2 separate regions of the Mus musculus genome follow, and region 1 is linked to region 2. A link is a contact called in public capture Hi-C data. All regions are on one chromosome and are shown on one strand. The core of a region is the stretch at or near the end of the contact, and the rest is flanking DNA. Distances in the headings are between cores, read along the strand shown.

Region 1 (4,115 bases), core at 1,181-3,680, 130 kb after region 2:
TGATTCTTTTTTTTTTTTTTTTTTCCATTTTTTATTAGGTATTTAGCTCATTTACATTTCCAATGCTATACCAAAAGTCCCCCATACCCACCCACCCCCACTCCCCTACCCACCCACTCCCCCTTTTTGGCCCTGGCGTTACCCTGTACTGGGGCATATAAAGTTTGGGTGTCCAATGGGCCTCTCTTTCCAGTGATGGCCGACTAGGCCATCTTTTGATACATATGCAGCTAGAGTCAAGAGCTCCGGGATACTGGTTAGTTCATTATGTTGTTCCGCCTATAGGGTTGCAGATCCCTTTAGCTCCTTGGGTACTTTCTCTAGCTCCTCCATTGGGAGCCCTGTGATCCATCCATTAGCTGACTGTGAGCGTCAAGGGTGATTCTTATATTTAGAGTTTTGTAGGTTGTATCTTAAAAGAAGTTGTGGCAGCTGGGCGTGGTGGCGCACGCCTTTAATCCCAGTACTTGGGAGGCAGAGGCAGGCGGATTTCTGAGTTCGAGGACAGCCTGGTCTACAGAGTGAGTTCCAGGACAGCCAGGGCTACACAGAAAAACCCTGTCTGGAAAAATCAAAAAAAAAAAAAAAAAAAAAGTTGCTGCCTATTTTGTGGCTGTGGAAAAGTGTGGTAGTTTCTTATGGCTTGTATGGTTACTGGAAGAGATTCTCTGTGGATACGTTGCGCTAGTGAGTTTGTGTTAGCGTGGACAGAAGGCTAGAATTGGGAAGAACTGGGTAAGATTGTACACATTAGCATTTAGATAATACTATGCCATACCAATGACGTATTACATACAGTTCCAATTCAATGGCGTCAGAAAAAAGCAGGATCCACTGTGAGATATAGTTAGTATATGAACTATAGTTACTAGGTATGAGATATAGTTACTATGTTTTTTTTTTTCCATATATTTTTAATACTATGTCTGTGTGAACTTAATCCTTGAAGAACAGTTTTGTTTGCAGTGCCCAAGAATAGTTTCTTGTTGGGAACCATTTCATGGATGGAACACTTTGATTGAGGCTGTAACTGTTTGCAGTGAGAGAACAGGGGTTCTGTGTCCTGCATGTGATTAGATGTTGAAGGCAGGCGATTCTAGCTGAGGGTATTACTTCCTGCTAACTAGTTTTGTTGCCAGCCCTCGCTCACCTAACAGCAATGGTCAGAAGGATTTAGGCAAGGCCCCAGTAAACCTAATTTTGCTGTTGTTTAAAGACAGTAGTTTATGTAGAAGGATTAAGTTGTGCTTAGAATAGGATTTGGCATGTGGCAGATACTCCTAAATTAAGATGTCAACCAATCCATTTATATTTGGTAACTGGGAATGCATGCTAAGCTTAATTCCGACGAGAAGAATTCCTCAGTCTTTTGACAGTCTAACCCCTGCCCCCCTACCACATTTTAGTTTTATATTCTCTTCTCTGTGGATCATCTGGACTCTAATGTATGACTAAGACTTGACTTTCTTATCTATGACTTGGAGGTGATCTTGGCGTTTCTTTTTGTTTTCGATTCTTGATTCAATTTGTGAAGACTTAACTGAATTTAGAGAAGAGTTCTTGAAAAAAAAGAAACACCACCATTTGGCTTTCTTAACAGCTGAAATTCTGGGCTCCTGCCATTTATCTGTTATGCTTATCTTAGGGGGAGACTCCATAACTTTATTGAGGTATAATTAATTTTTATTACATTTGGAACATGTGTGTGTTTGTGCATATGTGCGTGACACAGCACACATGTGGTGATGGTAGGAGTGTTTTGGGAGTCAGTTCTCTCCTTCCTTCCATGTGGGTCCTAGGGGTCTGTGGTCACAAGGCTTTTGCGGCAAATACTTGTACAGGCTGAGCCATCTCGTAGACCTGAAGTAGATTAAATAGTGTAGATTTCACGACTGTTAGGATTGTGCAATGTTCTGGTTACCAAAAAGAATATGAATGTCACGTATGTGGATCTACAGCACTACACTTTTTTGGTCCAACAATAATTTGACAACTGCAGATAAATGAACGCTGGCCTTGTGTCAGTTGCAATTAGTGAATTTGGAAAACACTGTCAGGTATGTGTAAGAAGCAGAGAAATGGGGTGAAAAAACTGAGCATTGGCTCTTGAGGCGTGTGCTACCACTGCATGGCTTTCTAAGCATTCTTATATAATGTTTTTGCTGATGTATGTTTTCTTAGCATCTTACTTTGTGTTTAGCCAAGGCTCCCAGGTGAGGAAACACAAGATGGTCCTCCCTTTGGAGAGAGGAGTGATCCTCTTGAGTCAGGAAGATTCCTTCTGGGGAATCAGGTGGATCAGATGACTTAAGGGGCTGAGGAAGAAGCTTGAGTCAGGGTTCTGAGAAATGAAGAAGTTCAATGAGCTCCCTGAATGGTGCTCCCTTGCACTGTGACCTCCAGACACTAGAGATGACTCAGCAACTGTTGGCTGTGCTAAGCTCTGCTTTTGGCTGCGGTCCTCTTAGAGGCGGCTCTGGCAGTGTAAAGGTAGCGACATCTGTAAGAAGGCCAAGAAAGGCAGCTGTCATCGCTTTCTTGGAAAGGAGGGGCTGCCTGAGCCTGGTTAAGCTCCAGTTAACTTCCAGTGTCCTAGACAGAGATCACTGGAAGCTGTAATCTTGGAGGGCTGGGGACCCAAGCACTTCAGCCATGAGCCTGAGGGTGACAGCTCCTGACAGGGGGTCAACTCAGAGGAGGTGATGTGTGGTGTGGAAGTACTGGAGCTGGGCTAGAATTCTGATGGCTCTACTCTCTAGAGTTACTTATATACTGTCTAGCTGAGGCTGGCCTCCGAGTAGTGGCTGTGTAGCCGAGAGTGATCTTGACCTGATACTCTCACCTCTTTCTCCTTTGCAAGTGCTGGCCTAACAGGTGCATACTTCCTCACCTGGCCCCAGAGTCACTTAGTTGGAATCATGGAGATTGTGAGGGTAAAATATTTCAGTGGCTATAAAGGATCTCATACCGTGCCTGGCATATTGTGGACTATTTACAATTATTAATTTCCTTTTTAACGTAGTTCACTGCTGAGCTTCTAAGCACTATCATTTCTGAATGGGCCTTGGATACAATGCCCACCCCCCCAATTTATAACTCACTATTGCTGTTTATTTGCCCTGGGGCAGGGAGACTTCATTAGATGCTGAAGGTCCTTGTTAGAATTAAAATTCTCAGATAAGCATTAAAAAAAGAGAGGAAGACTCCTGTGGGCACCATTCACAGATCCCTATTAATTACTGTAATCGACATTACATCCCTTCATGTATGTGTAGTACGTATCGGTGCTTTCTGAATCCAGATGAAAGGCCCCTGGAATTGGACAACATGAGCTGCCATGTGGGTGCTGTTGAACCAAGGTGCTGTGAGAGAGCAACCAGTGCTCTTAACCACTGAGCCATCTCATCTTCCCAGCCCCCAAACTTAAATAAAGTCTTGTTCTCCTGAGAGAGAGAGAGAGAGAGAGAGAGAGAGAGAGAGAGAGAGAGAGAGGAAGGAGGAAGAGGAGGAGGAGGAGGAGGAGGGAGGAAGAGAAGGTCTGGCTGTGTAGTCCAGTCTGTCTTTGAAGGCCTGATCTTCAGTCCTTAGTCTTACTACCAGCCACATGTGGCTATTTAAATGCACATTAAAACCTCACGTCCAGCTTATTATGATTCCCAGAACCAAAGTAGCATGTGTTTGTAAGTGAGGAGGGCCTTGAGGCTTGCTAGCTGGCTAGTTTAGCCTCATTGGTGAGCTCCAGGTCAGCCAGAGCCCCTGTCGCATAGGAGGTGAATAGCATCCTGAGACTCACAGTGAAGATTGTCTTCTGATCTATGCACACTCACACATGAATGCACACCCACACAGGCACGCATACTTGCACAGGCATGTGCATACCCACATGGACACTTCATATAAATAAATACATTTCAGTTTCTCAGGGGCTATAGCCACATTATATACTCTTTTCCTAACCAGAAATGGAAATATGAAACAACAGTGTTAATACTTCATTTTCAGGCAGTTTTTGTGTTACTTCTGGAAGGTATATCTACATCTTAGTGCAGGCTCAGAAATGTGTGTGTGTGTGTGTGTGTATACACGTGTACAGTGAAACAACATGTGCAGGTCAG
Region 2 (3,950 bases), core at 1,352-3,851:
TTTTTTTTTTTTTTTTTCGAGACAGGGTTTCTCTGTATAGCTCTGGCTGTCCTGGAACTCACTTTGTAGACCAGGCTGGCCTTGAACTCAGAAATCCTCCTGCCTCTGCCTCCCAAGTGCTGGGATTAAAGGCGTGCGCCACCACGTCCAGCTCTGAGATGACTTTCAAGTCTTCTTTTTGGGGGGTGAAAAGTGGGGTTCTGGAATTAAATCCAGGGCCTCACAGGAACTTATGAATGCTAGGTAAATACTATATAAGTGAGTTTTAGCCTTGGTCCTCAAGTTTCTTTTTTTTTTTTTAATTTATTTAAATGTTTTTTTTATTACATATTTTCCTCAATTACATTTCCAATGCTATCCCAAAAGTCCCCCATGCCCTCCCCCCCAGTCCCCTACCCACCCATTCCCACTTTTTGGCCCTGGCGTTCCCCTGTACTGGGGCATATAAAGTTTGCATGTCCAATGGGCCTCTCTTTCCAGTGATGGCCGACTAGGTCATTTTTTTTTAAAGATTTATTATTTATTATATGTAAGTACACTGTAGCTGTCTTCAGACACTCCAGAAGAGGGAGTCAGATCTCGTCACGGACGGTTGTGAGCCACCATGTGGTTGCTGGGATTTGAACTCCGGACCTTCGGAAGAGCAGTTGGGTGCTCTTACCTGCTGAGCCATCTCACCAACCTCTAGGTCATCTTTTGATGCATATGCAGCTAGAGTCAAGAGCTCCGGGGTACTGGTTAGTTCAAAATGTTGTTGCACCTACAGGGTTGCAGATCTCTTTAGCTCCTTGGATACTTTCTCTAGCTCCGGTCCTCAAGTTTCTTTTAGGCAAAGACTTAGAGGGTGTGATAGACAATGAAAACAGGCTGTTTAGATATGTCGATGAGTTATCTTAAAGTTACTACAATGCACGGATGCAGAAAAAAAAATCTGAGGATGCTCTTTAAAGTTTTGATTATTTGGGCTGTACAGAGATGGCTCAGGGGTTAAGAGTATGAACTGCTCTTGTAACTGGACCCGAGTTTGATTTCCAGTGCCCTCAGTCAGGCCCTCGCAACTGCCTGTAACTTCAGCAGCAGAGGCTATAGCTCCCTCTTTTGGCCTCTTCAGGAGTTGCACTCACATGCACATACCCACATACACACACTTATATATACAATCAAAAAATAATAATCACAAATCTTTAAAGTGTTACTTCAATGACACCACCATGAATGAGAATTTTCAAAGCATTGGAAACTGTGATAGAATAGACTTTGGAGCCACAATGCCACACAAATTTGTACAAGGTCCACAATAACAGACTCTGTATCTATCTAACTGTTCCTACAACCCAAAGGAAAATTGAGGAACAACTCAGAATACATGTGGAGGCAAGGGCATCACCAGAGGCGCAATGATAAACACCTATCTAGTCCAAAGGGAAAGACCACAGAGGCAACCAAGTAAGTAAAGATCCAGAGAGATGGGAACGGCCCAGCTAGACAGAGCAAGAAAGCTAGGGGTGTGTTCCTACGCAATGGCTGAAGGTTTACCCAATAAAGAGAGACCCTCCGGAAGATCTCAGCAGTATTGAACAGTATGCCATGAGGTTGCTGATCTCAAGACATTGTCTAGTCGGAGAGACATAGCTTATCCATGAAACGTTAAATAACCACATGAGACAATTTGAGTAGTGATGCAAAGCAATATATGATTATCATTAGGAAAGTCTTCAAAATACAGAGGAGCTTGGAGCTCAGTTTTCGATGGGCAATAAAAGTTCAAAGGGATAAAATAAATATAAGGATTAACAATTATGAAAATGGAAAGAGAAATGTCTCTGGTATATTATGAGAAAGCAATGAAGCCAACTTGAGGAGTCTATTAATCATGGTTTTCATTTTCTATATTACATGGTGTTTTGATAAGTTGCAGCCTTGTCACTCCAGGGGGGGGGGGGGTGGCGGGGGCTGTCCTTTGTAGAAGTGTCCAGTTCCTAAAGAGAGCAGACAACACTCCTATATTCATACCTCTGATGCAAAAAAGCCAGTCTTAAGTCCAGGCAAGGCCCTGTCTGCCACCTTCCCTCCACCTAAATTCCCCGGGGCTGACCACCTAGCCTTATATTGAACTAAACTGCCTTTCTTCTTTCGAGCTGTAAAAAATAAACTTTCCCTTCCCCTCTCCATCTTCCTCTTCTCCTCCACCCCTTCCCCTTTTAAAAAACCAAGTTGGCTTCAGTTTCTGAGCTGCGGCAATTCTGCCTCGACTTCCTGAGAAAGTGGAGTTCACAGGTGCACATTGGCTTTTCAGTGGCGAACATCTCGTGATTAGCTGCACTTGCCCTGCCTGAATAAAAATAAATTTCCAAGTACATTTCACAACCGAAAAATACAGAAGGTTTCCAAAGAACAGTGATTCTTGGAGTTCCTGAAAGCAGATCCTCTCAGAAAGCAAAAGAAGCCAGATGAGTTTTCGTGACACGGTATGAAAAGACCATTGATACGGGTCTGAAACACATCTCTATCTTATTTTTAATTATGTGTATTATGTGTGTGTGAGTGGGGTGAGGTGGATTTGTGCACAGGAGTACAGTACCTGAGGTCGCCAGAAGAGGGCGTCTGATCCCTGGAACTGGACTTAGCCACGTGGGTGCTGAGACCAAACTTGCATCCTCTGATCTTTTGATGTTTTCTCTTTCCTTATTTGAGACGGAGTCTGACTATGTCTCTTTGGCTGCGGAGCTCTCCATGGAGAGTAGGCTAACCTGGGTTTCCCTGCGGGAGTTAAAGGCGCACACACACCCAAGCAGTGGAGTGCTCTCAAAGGCTCAGGCGTCTCTCCAGTTCCTGATACGGTTTCAGATTCCTCTCTGCTGTTTACCGTTGAAACCCTGCCAATTGTATTTCTAGTTTTCTGTAAAGGTTTTTAAGCACTTCTTTATTTCCAACTACATATTTGCGAAAGGCTAGATTTCCCTCATTTGCTTGAACCAAAATAACACGTTTGCCACATATTGGATGCAAATGAAGTCTTCAGAATGCAGCTGTTTTCCATTAAGCCAGATGTGAAATTTCTCAAAAAAAAAAAAAAAAAAAAAGTAAGATGACTTTTTTTTTTGTACTAAATTTGTTTAATTTTGAATTTTTTATAAAAATTTATTATGGTGACATATAATGTGCTAATTACTTTTTAATGAATCAGTATGTAAATATTTTTGACATTTCTCCACTTTAGTTTCAAATGTAAAGATTCAGTAATTCTTGGGAACAAAAAGAGTTATTGAGATCACATTTTTTTTAAGCTCAATTAAAAATTCATTAAAAAGATTTTTTTTTTTTCCCCTGAGACCAAAATCTTAAGAGCAGTGTACTGGAACGGATTATTGCTGTTTTGCCTAATGATCGTGTTGTTAAACTGCCTTCTTGGTATGTTCATATCCGTAGATGTGCGCGGCTAAGGCTCGGCGCATGTCACAGGAAAAGGGAAATCGTGTAAGAGCCAGAGGATTGGAAGGGGTGCTGTAAAACGCAACCTTTGGACATGACATGACCGTTTTACCCAGGAGCTGCGGTTGGTTACCGGCACCAGACCAGCGAGGATTCCAGCTTGGACGAGTGGGAGAGACTCAAATGGCTAAACTCCTGGCTGAGTGGTTTGTAGGCTGCTGATGGCTGCTGAGGAAAGGAGACACCTCCTCCATTTGGGGTACCACTGCCACTGATAAATTGTCCATGTTCCAGTAAGTGGCCCACACCCATATGCCTATGATTAGTGCTAATTAGACTCGGGACTCTGTGAGTTATTTTACTGTGGGGGCGGGGGGAGGAGGTGATGAAGTTGAAGTTGGGATCAGGAGTGGGAATATGGGGGTAGATATGATCAAAATACATTGTATATATGTATGACATTCTCAAATAATCTTTGGAAATTTTCTGGTGGAGTCTTTAGGGACTCTTGCATGTTG

The links. Capture Hi-C pulls out chosen DNA fragments and counts their contacts.
Region 1: a capture Hi-C map of bone marrow-derived macrophages shows a contact between it and region 2, with 2.2 times the contacts expected there. The contact joins two enhancer-like sites. A contact is called at or near these places in 5 of 484 Hi-C or Micro-C datasets (the HPC-7 cell line, embryonic fibroblasts, nephron progenitors and 1 more), 6 of 115 datasets of contacts at active chromatin or transcription factors (bone marrow-derived macrophages, craniofacial prominence, fibro-adipogenic progenitors and 2 more) and 1 of 9 other capture datasets (bone marrow-derived macrophages).

Annotation. Positions count from the first base shown.
Region 1 is chr2:52,892,736-52,896,850 of GRCm38.p6, forward strand. All of the region lies in intron 1 of Fmnl2 (formin-like 2), which reads left to right. Among named protein-coding and RNA genes, the nearest start is that of Fmnl2, 37 kb to the left of the region's middle. Within about 2 kb of position 2,431, at least 91 of the 459 cell types and tissues checked have an H3K27ac peak or open chromatin away from gene starts, as enhancers often do. A contact at or near this core is called in bone marrow-derived macrophages and fibro-adipogenic progenitors, where this site is marked.
Region 2 is chr2:52,760,545-52,764,494 of GRCm38.p6, forward strand. No RefSeq gene overlaps it. Among named protein-coding and RNA genes, the nearest start is that of Stam2, 20 kb to the left of the region's middle. Within about 2 kb of position 2,602, at least 78 of the 459 cell types and tissues checked have an H3K27ac peak or open chromatin away from gene starts, as enhancers often do. A contact at or near this core is called in bone marrow-derived macrophages and fibro-adipogenic progenitors, where this site is marked.